Regions from separate parts of the Mus musculus genome. Here region 2 is linked to region 1. The links are chromatin contacts, called in public Hi-C maps. All regions are on one chromosome and are shown on one strand. The core of a region is the stretch at or near the end of the contact, and the rest is flanking DNA. Distances in the headings are between cores, read along the strand shown. Region 1 has its middle 30 kb from the start of Gm31434. Region 2 overlaps Slco2a1 (solute carrier organic anion transporter family, member 2a1).

Region 1 (6,118 bases), core at 1,088-3,587:
CCCAGGCCCAGTCACTGCTGGGGCCTCTTCTTCAGTGTTTCTCTGTGTCTGCCCTCAACCTCTACAGCCGCTACACAGCTGCAGAGCAAATGGCTTTGTCCTCAAGTCTGATGCTGTCACTGACCTGGGATGCTGTAGCCCCCTGAGACCTTTCCCATATCTCAGAGTAAAGCCAGCCCCCCACTTCTGCCCTACCTGTACCCCCATACTTCTGCCCCATTGCTCTTCCATCTCCTGGCACTCCAGGTTCCTTTTTCCTGCTCCCAGACTCTTGCCACCCCCTCTCCCAGCACATTCAGCCATTCTGGTTGGATGGTTTTAGTTAGGATCAGCTCCCAGACATGGCCTGCCCATTACCCACCTCCTTCGTGTCCTCTTCAGAGGCCTACCTAGTCCCTCCTGATGAAATTAATGGCAGGTACCCCTACTCTGCATCCTGGTCTGCTATGCCATTTGTGGACTGGCACTGCGGACACACAGCTATCTGGCTATTGATCACACTCCTCCCCATGACGGAAGCTTCCCTAGGACTGGACATTATGTCATCCACAGCCGTAGCCCTCATACCTAGCAGTACACACACACACACCTGCTTCCTGAGCAAGGACTGGCAAGGATGCAATCCCATAGTTGGCCAGATTGCAGTATTTGTGTTGTGGGCATGGGCAGAAAGAGGTTTCCAGAATGCCTACTGTGTGCTGGGCCTTTGTGCTAACAGGATGGAAAAGATCTGCTTTCCTGACTCCATTTACAGGACAGCAGGTACCAGCGTCACGCAGTGTACTGGCTGGTTTTGTGTGTCAGCTTGACACAGCTGGAGCTATCACAGAGAAAGGAGCCTCCCTTGAGGAAAGGCCTCCATGAGATACAGCTGTAAGGCATTTTCCCAATTAGTGATCAAGGGGGAGAGAGCCTAGCCCATTATGGGTGGTGCCATCCCTAGGCTGGTAGTCATGGGTTCTATAGAAAAGCAGGCTGAGCAAGCCAGGGGAAGCAAGCCAGTAAGCAGCACCCCTCCATGGCCTCTGCATCAGCTCCTGCCTCCAGGTTCCTGCCCTGTGTGAGTTCCAGTCCTGACCTCCTTTGGTGATGAACAGCAGTGTGAAAGCGTATGCTGAATAAACCCTTTCCTCCCTAACTTGCTTCTTGGTCATGATGTTTTGTGCAGGAATAGAAACCCTGACTAAGACATGCACACATCACAAAGACATCCTCAACTGAGACCTCTGTGTGGCTTTTACTTCATCTCCCAATAGAAAGGGCTGCAGTGCTAAAGACCCATGGGACAACTCACAGGCTGCAGCCATTCCTGCCCACCAGTGCCCAAGATCACCTTTCACCTCCAGACAATTTTTTTCCAGTGAGACCCTGCTTCTTCCAACAAAACCTCATACCTACCTGTTTCTATCTGAACCACCGAGAAATGTCAGCTGTGGTCACAAGGGCTGCACGAGGAAGATGCCTGAGGAGGCTGTGCCTCCCAGCCATTACTTCACCCCTCACTCTCATGGATGTGAGTCGAATCTGTAGGAAACTAGGATGAGGGTGGGGGATGGGAACAGAAGACTGATAACATTTTACTGTGATGTGCCTTGTGTTTTGTATCGGGCTGTACACTGCATAAAGAAAAGAAGCACTTAATTTTAAAAAAAAAAAAATTGTCCTTTTTCAATTTCCAGGCTCCGAGGAGCCAGGCTGTTTTGTGGGCAAGTCGTCAATCATGGCTGCCCACAGACTTTCTTCACCCAGCAACGCCCACCTTCCCCAGTACCCAGCACACCCCAGGCTCTGGAAGTCTTTGTGCAGAGCCTTAAGAGTGGAAGAGACACGGTAGCCGCCAGGAGGTCAGAGCCTGCAGACAGGCTGCTTCTGCACCACTCCGGGAGCTATACTGAGCGGGTTCAAGTGTAAACACTGCTCAGCCCTCTTGGTGTTGTCTTGGAGAATAAGGTCTCTGGAGAGAAAGACCCAGTGAGCAGTCCTGTGCCTGGTGCTACCCTGGGCTGTGTCTAAGTAGTAAGAGAGGGACCACCTTGGGTCATTGATGGTGGAATGGCTTCATTTCTGAAGGAAATCGGTTCTATGCAGTGTCAGGAGGGTACCAAGCCACAAGTGGTCCCACATCCCCACAGGAGAGTGAGGGTGGGGGCAGAACAAATGCACTTGAAATTGGAGGGGGAAGAAATGTGAGTGGATGGTCAAATAAAAGGGAACAAAGGGTGTGTAATAGGCCACAGGAGACTACACTCATTTCCCATTCACAGGGATGAAAACCCAGGCTTTGGAGGTTGACTGTGCTATTTGGAAGGTGAAGTTACACTTCAGAGGCAACTAATAGGATTTAGAATGCATGACTCAAGTTATAAATCCCCCCCTTGGGTCTGAGGAGCCACACCCAAGCCTGTTCCTTGGTTTCTAGTAAAAGAGCAGGGAGTTGGAAGCTCAAGATGTTGGGGACATAGTGAGGTCCCAGTACAACTCACAACCTTCTGGCTGAGTAGCCTCCTTTTTGGCAATCTTGGGGACACTTAATAATCCGTGGAAGGACATTGTGATTTCATAAAAATGATGAAATAATCAGAGTGGAGAAACTCCATCAATGACCCAAGTCTGGCATGGTTACTCCTGCCTTGAGGCCTGAAGCCCAGGCTGCCAAATACCAAGGTTCTCACTTGGCCATTCTGAAGGCATGACTAACCCCTAGTGAATAAGAATGAGAAAATTCAGTTCCAGGGATCGCTTTTTCTTATATTGAAAGCCATAATTCAGAACAGCTAAAGGCTGATGCATACCTCACCATTATTACTGATAAAATACTAGCCTCCGTCAGCCTGAAAGAGATTGGCTGTCTTTCCAGTTAATATTGCTACCAAGAGGCCAAAGATCCATGTGCCGTGTGTGTGTGTGTGTGTGTGTCCACAGGCATGCACACATGTAAGCACGCATGCGAAGGCCAGAGGGCAGCCTCACTGGTATACCTCAGATGCTATCCACCTTTCTTTTATTTTGAGACAGTCTCTTATTAGCCTGGATCTTGCCACGTGCTGGACGGGCTAGCCGGTGATCTCCAGGGAACCTTTCTGTCTCTGCCTCCCAACACTGAGATCCTAAGTGTGCACCACCAAGACTAGATGTTTACAGGGGCTTGGGGGGTTGAACTCAAATCCCTGTGCTTGCAAAGCAAACAATTTACAGACAACTATCTCCCTAGACCCCACAGAGACCGTTTCTAAGTCTGCTTCCAGCCACAGACAGGAGAAAGGAACCAGGCACTGGTTCCTCAAGGTGATAGCTCCACTTTAGCTTCAAGACAATTCCAGCCCCCTCGGCAACAATAGCTATGTTTGTTTTGTTCTGCTATGTCAGTGTTTCTCAACCTGTGGATCATGACCCCTTTGGCCCAAAGGACCCTTTCACAGGGGTTGCTAAAGACCACCAGAAAACAGATATTTACATTACAAAAATAATTTTATGGTTGTGGGTCACCACAGTATGAGGACCTGTAATTAAAGGGTCGAAGCATTAGGAAGGATTGAGAGCCACTGGGCTACATGAATGTTTGACAAGGGTGAGGTAGCTGCCTCCAACTTGGTTGAGGGGTCTCAGGACCCCTCAATCCAGGTCTCTTTCTCCAATAAGGAAGCCATCTGTTGTGGTTTATTCAGGACAGAGGGGGTTCCCAGAGCAGGGACTTTCAGAACTAAAACCAGAGAAATTCAGGGGAAACTGGGGCAAGTTATTTGACCTATGGCCTAGTCCTTTAGTGTTAGCCTCAATATCTCCTGTACTCAGACCCTTGAATACAAAAGGGTCGTGTGTGCTTGGCACGAGGAAGTCTGGTGGTCCTTGTCTCTCCCAGGCAATGACTCCCAGACTCAGCCATGGGCTTTCTATGTATTCACACACCCCTCCCTTCCCAATAATGCTTCCCCAAGGGTCACCTGACCAACAGATGAGAAGGCAAGAATGGGGCTCAGGTCTATGTGTCAACAAAGCCTTGCACTTTACCCAGGACTGATACAAATACTTAGTCTTTTATACCACCTGTGTTTTGAAAATGTTTGCTTTTAAACCAATAGAACCAAAATTATCCATATTCAGGGGAACTGTATGAGTCTTCAACCCATGGATTACACACACACACACACACACACACACACACACACTGAAGATCAAAACCCAGGTCTTTATATGTGCTAAGCAAACATTCTATAGCCACAGCCTGGTACAATTTTTTAAATTGGGGCAAACATATGTATCACCACAAATGTTTGTCATTTCTGTTTTTTCTTTCCTTTTCCCTGAGGATTGAGCCTAGGTTCTTACAAATATTAGGCCAACATTCTGTCAACAAGCTATGTCTTAGTCAGAGTTTCTATTCCTGCACAAAACGTCATGACCAAGAAGCAAGTTGGGGAGGAAAGGGTTTATTCAGCTTACACTTTCCACATTGCTGTTAATCACCAAAGGATTTCAGGACTGGAACTCAAGCAAGTTAGGAAGCAGAAGCTGATGCAGAGGCCATGGAGGGATGTTCTTTACTGGCTTGCCTCCCCTGGCTTTCTCAGCCTGCTCTCTTATAGAACCCAAGACTACCAGCCCAGAGATGGTCCCACCTACAAGGGGCCTTTTTCCCTTGATCACTAATTGAGAAAATGACTTACAGCTGGATCTCGTGGAGGTATTTCCCCAACTGAAGCTCCTTTCTCTGTGTTAACTCCAGCCTGTGTCATGTTGACACAAAACTAGCCAGTACAATTGACCCCTTGTCAACTTGACACACAAACACATCACTAATAAGCCTCAACCCTTAGTTTCTTATTCATCCCCAAGATCTAAACAACTTTAAAAGTCCCACAGTCTTTACATATTAAAATTTCATCCCTTAAAAAATATCCAGTATCTTTTAAAATTCAAAGTACTTTAAAATTCAAAGTCTCTTAACTGGAGGCTTCACTAAAAAATCTTCCTTCAAGAGGGAAAAATATCAGGGCACAGTCACAATCAAAAACAAAAATCAATCTCAAACCATCCAATGTCTGGGATCCAACTCTTCTGGGCTCCTCCAAGGGCTTGGGTCACTTCTCCAGCCATGCCCTTTGTAGCACCCATGTTGTCTTCTAGGCTCCAGCCACCTGTACTCCACTGCTGCTGCTGTTCTTGGTAGTCATCTCATGGTACTGGCATCTCCAAAATTCTGCTGTCTTCCACTGTAACTTGGCTTTAACAATAGTCTCTCATAGGCACTCTTCATGGTGCCAAGCCTCAACTCCTTTGCATAACCCCTTCAGTCCTGGGCCATCAATTGCAATGGAGGCTGCACCTTCACCAATGGCCTTCCATGGCCTCTCACAGTGCTGAGCCTCAGCTGCTCTGCGTGACCCTTTCATGCCTTCAAAACCAGTACTACCTGGGTAACTCTTACACATTACTAAGTCCAGCCACAGCACAAGATACAACCGTGGCTATCTCTGGAACACAGCCTCTGTGCTCTCAGAAAACACTTCCCAGAGGATGTTACGTCAATGATGCTGGTCTCTTCTTAATCACCTCTAATTTCTTAGCTCCAGCTAACCAGCATCAATAGTCCCAGTAATACAAAGGTTTCACTTTACTAGTTCTGGTATCTTGTATCACAGCTGATTCTTCAGCCCCAGCTAACCAGAACCACAGAATTTTCACAATCAAAGTAACAGTGGCCCTGAAAAAAGTCTTTAATTTTCCCTCTGAAATTTCACAAGCCAGGCTTCCATCTTCTGCACTGTTCTCAACATTATCTTCCAAGCTCCTACACAACATCCCACAGAGCTCTTAACACCAATCTTCTAGCCCAAAGTTCTAAAGTCCTTCCACAGTCCTCCCCAAAACATGGTCAGGTTGTCACAGGAATACCCCACTCCTGGTACCAATTTGTCTTAGACAGGGTTTCTATTCCTGCACAAACATTATGACCAAGAAGCAAGTTGAGGAGGAAAGGGTTTATTCAGCTTACACTTTCCACATTGCTGTTAATCACCAAAGGATGTCAGGACTGGAACTCAAGCAGGTTAGGAAGCAGAAGCTGATGCAGAGGCCATGGAGGGATGTTCTTTACTGGCTTGCCTCCCCTGGCTTGCTC
Region 2 (5,891 bases), core at 2,265-4,764, 68 kb before region 1:
TAGTATACTTTAGCTTCTGAGCGTTGAGCTTAGAGAAGACCCATCTCCCTTCCTTTCAATTAGTAATGAATTAGCAGACGTGAGTAATTCCTACCAACTTCCTCTGTTGTCTCCTGAGAGGAAGACGGGGATGGTGGGAGACAAACTGCCTCAGAGCCTTTCCTGAGAGATACTCCTTTGCTATTTCCAGTAAGTGCTGGATTTCCACATCTTCACCCCTGGGCTACAGTGAGGACCCTGCTATATCTCTTTGCCATGTCCCTTTGCGGCAATGCCCACGTCAGCAGTAGCCACTGCAGCTGTGACCAGACTGGGTACCTCATGGATGCTGGGACAGAGGTACTGATGCGGGTCTGAGCCCCATCCTCCAGGGGATGCAGCAGATAAAGACAGGTGGGATGTGCGGCTATGACAACAGGAGAAAATGCAGGGGAAAGAGGAAGCCATGGAGGGGTAGGTTGGCAGAGCTTGCTGCAAGGGGCCACTCCCAGGGTCACAGGCATCTGGCCCTGCATACCATTTCATGAGGACAGAACCAGGAGACCGTGTCCTTGTCTGCTCTGACTTACCAAATACTCACTCATAACTAGCAGGAGAAGAAAAAACGATCACCTGCCAGTGGGGGGAAAAAGTGGTAAATGCCCCCTGAAGAGTATGTGGCTTGAAGGGACATGTAGATTAACTGTGGAGAAGTGGGGGCATGTTGCTGAGTTACAGCCTCTCTATACTTCACTTAGGACAGCCATCCTGGTGTAGGCAGGTTTGGGTTTGGGAGTAAAACAGGCCTAGGTTCGGATCCTGGCTCTGCATGGAATCTTTGGCTACCAATGGGGTCACTCTGAGCCACAGTACCTAGGAGCTGTAACACCCTAGTCAAAAAGATTACCCAAGGGCTGTGTTTGGGATTCTTGGCCCCATGCTGGACCCACAAGCTGCCCAACCTCATTCCCTTCCTTGCCCCTAGTCATGAACTTCTCTGTGGCTTTCAGCTCTGTGCCATGAGAAGCGGAAGCTGCATGTGCTACATTCAGGGAGCTGTAAAAATGACTCCTTGCTCCACACACGCCAAATCCAGTGGGATTTACAGGAGAAAAATATCTGGAGATTGGTGCGTCCTACAGCCTTCCCTCAGGAAAAGCTGCAATTATGTTAGTACGTCAAAGACTTCATTAAAGACCTGCTCAGCTCTGTTTAAGCCAATTCCCCCTATGTGTGTGTGTGTGTGTGTGTGTGTGTGTGTGTGTCTATGCACATAACACATGAAGAGCAGAAGTCAACCCCTCAGGAGCCATCTGCCTTGTTTTTTTGAGACAGCGACTCTCTCCGGGATCTGGAGCTGGCGGACTAGGCAAGGCTTGCTGGCCATGGGGATCCACTCCAGGGATCCACTGTGTCTACAACTCAGCACTGGACTTACGAGCACATAGCACCACACATGGTTTTTTACATGGATGCTGGAGATTGCACTCTGGCCCTTCTGCTTGGGAGGCAAGTTCTTTACTTGCTTGAGGTCCCCAGAACCTGGCCCACCCTTTACCTATAAGAAGCTAGGTGTTCCACTCAACTCCATTTAACAACAACAACAACAACAACAACAAAACACTCCAAAATGCTTCACAGAAAGACAAGGAAAGGTAAAGACGCAGTCCGAGGATTACTACGGTCAGCCACTTTCCATCTCCTCCCTCTATTCTCATTCTGTTCGCAGGCACTTCTTGCTTCTATAGATTGTACAACACACAAGATTTCTTCTTTATTGATATTTCCTCAACAGGCTCTAGACTTACAGGAGAAAACATGACTGGAGAGTTTTAGAACAAATTATCCCCCAGGGCTTGAAGCAATATCTGGCTCAGAGGAAGCAGGTGAGCATCGTGTTTTCAAAATGTCACAATAACCTGGGATCTAGAGGCTTCAGCCGTCAGAAAAGCCAGGGTACTGCAGGTTCATTGCAATGATCAGTCTCTGTCATGTATAAAATTCCCCTTTGACGTGGCTATAATTTGTAAGCACGGTTCAGCTATCCCCCTGGCTTACTTGTCTCACTCAGAATGGCTCCTGAGAATGCCAAACCCAAACCACAAAAGTTAAAAATTTGCAACTATGAATACAGGGACTTTCTGATGTGGTTGATGTCGTCTACATTTTTATAGCAGTGATATTTATACAGGTAGAGTCTGTACTTAAAGTGTGTGCATTTTATTATAAGCAAAGTAGACCTCAATAAAATTGACTAAAGGAAAATTCCCTTGAGGACAGAGTCAGAGGCATGAAGGTTTTCAAAATAATATCCTGACCCTTTGAAGGGCATTCCGCAAAGTTTTCTGGTTTTGTTGTTGTCTTAAAGTATGAGCATTGACAACATTGTGAGAGTGTTTGTTTACTCAAGGGCTCTATGCTGAAAAGTTCAAAACCCGTGTAAATATTTAGATTTGTGTGTGCATGCTATTCCAAAAAGGGAGGGAAGGAGGGAGAGAGAGAGAGAGAGAGAGAGAGAGAGAGACAGAGACAGAGACAGAGACAGAGACAGAGACAGAGACAGAGAGACAGACTCTTACAGGTACATCTCACAGAGGAAGTTAGCAAAGGCCTTCCCTTTTGGGGACCTTTCTTGCAGGGTTGGATATGAGGGAGACTCTCAGACATCCAAATGTGCAGGTCATGCTCACAGCTCCATTCCTCAGTCCTAACAAATGAGGATGGCGTGGCAGGGAGAGTAAAGGAGAAAAAAAGCAGAGAAATTGAAGTGACCTTTAAAGACCAAAGGAAGGGGAGGAGGGTATGGGGGACTTTTGGGATAGCATTGGAAATGTAAATGAGGAAAATACCTAATAAAAATATTTTTTAAAAAAGACCAAAGGAAGGCTGAGAGGATGCACATGATGATAGAGAGAGGTCTGGGGCCCAAGGCAAGTTTCAGTGGCATGCGGAGGACAACTAACTGTACCATAAGCACTCAGGGTGAGGGACTGCTGAGAACTCAGGATAAATGGGGAAGGGTCAAGGACACCTGGGACACAGTTTTGTTTGGTCAGTTTTCATTGTCATGTTCTTGACTCGTTCTTTTTCCTAGTCTAGACATTGGAGCTATAGCTAACTGGCATTAGACCACAGAAGCACTGGCTGGCCCTGAAGCTGCCAGGCAGGTCTGACGCACGGACCCCCAGGTAATGGCTGCTCCTGCTCTCACCCAGCTCTGACTTTGTGAACACAGCTCTCAGGGAGGGAGGACTTTCCCTTCATGAGCCCTCATGGCCACTAGGATGTGATTTCACTGGGATAATTCAGACTGGAGCTGGCTAGCATGATAAAAAGCTTTAAGTGGCCTGACAGGGCATCAGCTGATGGCCTTCCGGTGTTTCTAGATGGCAGCTGTCTGTGGTCTAGAAGAAGCAGTCCTTCCCAAAGGAGGGAGGGAAGGAGGGAAGGAGGGAGGGAAGGAGAGAAGAAGGAAAAGCCACAGACATAAAGAAACATTCCTCTGATGCCACATGAGTGTTGGGTGTTTCTGGGTATGCCCGGGCTGCTCTGAGTCCTCTGCTGCCTGCTTTAGTTTCTCTGACCTCAGAGAGGACTTGGGAGATATCTCGGTCTGTGAGATGTTTCTTATAGCAATCAATCAGACCACAGAACCTGTGGGAAAACCCCCAAAGAACTGGGTGTAGTGGTGTGCACTTGAAACCTCAGTACTGCGATGGCAGAGGTGGGAGGATTCCTGGAGCTTGCTGGCTAGACAGCCTAGTGGAGGAGACCCAGATCCTAGAGAAAGATGCTATCCTAACAGCAACAGCAACAGCATAGACCCCTGGGCTCAGAGACCATTCTCTTCCTCTTCCATCTCTAAGCTGGAGCTAACGACAGCCTAGGCTGTCAGGAATACTAACTACTGTGTAGAGGAACGGAATTCTTGACCAGATGGGTTTCCAATCGCAGCTCTAGCCCAAAGGAACTCCTGGCCTCTGTCAACCAGATTCCACACAGAACATTAAAATCTGTTTACATTTTTTTCACATGTTTTGTTTTCCCCCTTCATCTTATCATCTATACAACAACGTGTAAATTTAAAAAACAAAAACAAAAACAAAAAAACCTCAAGCAGCACAGAAGGGCTCAGAGTAGCAAACCTATGGGCAAGCAGCTTTAGCCGCTCTAGCAGGTCCACGGAACAGGCTTTCTGCTGATCACACATCTCAAGCCGCTATGCTTGTTCTAGGACGTCTTGCTCTGCCGTTTTAGAGCATGCACCATCGTGGATAGGGGTTTGGCTACCTAGATGTGTCCTTCTCCCTGTTCCTCCCAGCTGTTCACAGTTCTGCCGGTCTTTTATTATTATCAGACCACCCCACTCTGTGGCAAACAAACTGGAAGCCACAGGAACCAGTGCCCCAAACCCCCTGGTGATAGTGCCCTTGGTTCACAATGAAGGGACGCTTGGGTTTTCCCCTGGGCAAAGGGCTGTCCTCTGCTGACTATCACCCCAAGAATTCAGCTTTCTACCTCATAATACTCACAGATTCTATCCCTGCTGCCTCTGGAGTTGCAGCAGGCTTCAGGTTTCCCACCACTGAACACCCCTTGAAGGGACCTGAGAGTCTGTGACTCCCAGTCTGACCCATCCACTAACCATTGTCCATGCCACAGAAATTATTGAGTTCTTTCATCCATTCATAGTGTGTCCCCCTTTTTAACTGTTTCTGGTCCTTTTTTTTAATCATCCTTAATCACCGTTTTCATCATAATGGGGATGTTGGAGCTGAGGAGAAATGAGCATGTGTTTAGTCTACCGTCTTGAATTACAAACCCAATCTATTCCCATCCTTGTGCCCCTACTTTCTCAATGAATAAAGAAGGGCTCCAAGAAGCATATTTAATAAACTTCTCATAAATAGAAAATGCTCTACATGTCTATGTTTCTCCCACTTGCCAGGTAAGACATTTATATCAGCCTATCATGGAGCAGAATCATTTAAGAGAAAGCCTATTTCATAACAAACTGTTGGCTCTACCTCATATAGTTTACTGACCACTACTGAAATTGGAGGACAGCGTGGTGGTATGGGTGTGCTTTTTTCAAATCACAGTGGTGTCAAGAACACCATTAAGAGACCATTTATTATATGTTGGGCAGTGGACTAAACTGTCAATCCCAAAGTACAAACAGATCCTCCCTCATAACCCTAGCACATTCGGGTTATGACACTGTTATCTCGCTAGCTGAGTCTTGCAGAGCAAGGTGTGCCTCTGATTGCAGGCACTCGGCCTGATGGTGATTCTGACTCTGTGTGTGCTCCTTCCCACGTAACTTCCCTGCCCACAGCTCATCCTCCTTGCTGGCCGGCAGTGGACCAGGGGTTAAGTGCTGAACGGTGAGGTCCTAGGTTCAAGGTACCCTATTCAACACAGATAAAGATGTTTTCCAGAGTCATCTGACATTTCAGAGAGAGAGAGAGAGAGAGAGAGAGAGAGAGAGAGACTGAGTTGGTGCCTCTGAGACCCCCCTGAGGGCCCAGAGAATTGGAAGATGGATGGTGAATCCTTATTACTGTCTTTCCAAAGGGACAGTGGGATGTAAAACAAAGATGTGACCTAGGGAGAAAGGCCTGGAACAGCCAGGGAGCCTGCCTAAGCCTCCTGTACCTTCTGCCGGGCATAGCCCAGTGCCCCCGTGGGGAGTGTCTCTGTCACACAATCATTCAGGAAATCAAGTATATTCCCATGCAGGAAGAATGTCTACACAAGATAACACTCAGATTCAAAATAGCCAGCCTGGGCTCAAAGTTGATGTCCTTTGGAGGAGAAATGAGCCAAGGTAGCATCAGGAACATTAGCATTGTTAGGAACTAGAAAAGCACTGTGTCCTGATGGTTCTTAGAAGAGAAAGAAAGAAAGAG

What was found. Hi-C and Micro-C count contacts between places; a contact is called where the count stands out from the background.
Region 2: a Hi-C map of the C2C12 cell line shows a contact between it and region 1, with 2.5 times the contacts expected there. The contact joins two enhancer-like sites. A contact is called at or near these places in 1 of 484 Hi-C or Micro-C datasets (the C2C12 cell line), 2 of 115 datasets of contacts at active chromatin or transcription factors (both in embryonic stem cells) and 2 of 9 other capture datasets (adipose tissue and pancreatic islet).

What each region holds. Positions count from the first base shown.
Region 1 is chr9:102,969,055-102,975,172 of GRCm38.p6, reverse strand. No RefSeq gene overlaps it. Among named protein-coding and RNA genes, the nearest start is that of Gm31434, 30 kb to the left of the region's middle. Within about 2 kb of position 2,337, at least 39 of the 459 cell types and tissues checked have an H3K27ac peak or open chromatin away from gene starts, as enhancers often do. A contact at or near this core is called in the C2C12 cell line, where this site is marked.
Region 2 is chr9:103,038,259-103,044,149 of GRCm38.p6, reverse strand. The region is part of intron 1 of Slco2a1 (solute carrier organic anion transporter family, member 2a1); the gene reads right to left. Among named protein-coding and RNA genes, the nearest start is that of Gm22595, 19 kb to the right of the region's middle. Within about 2 kb of position 3,514, at least 4 of the 459 cell types and tissues checked have an H3K27ac peak or open chromatin away from gene starts, as enhancers often do. A contact at or near this core is called in the C2C12 cell line, where this site is marked.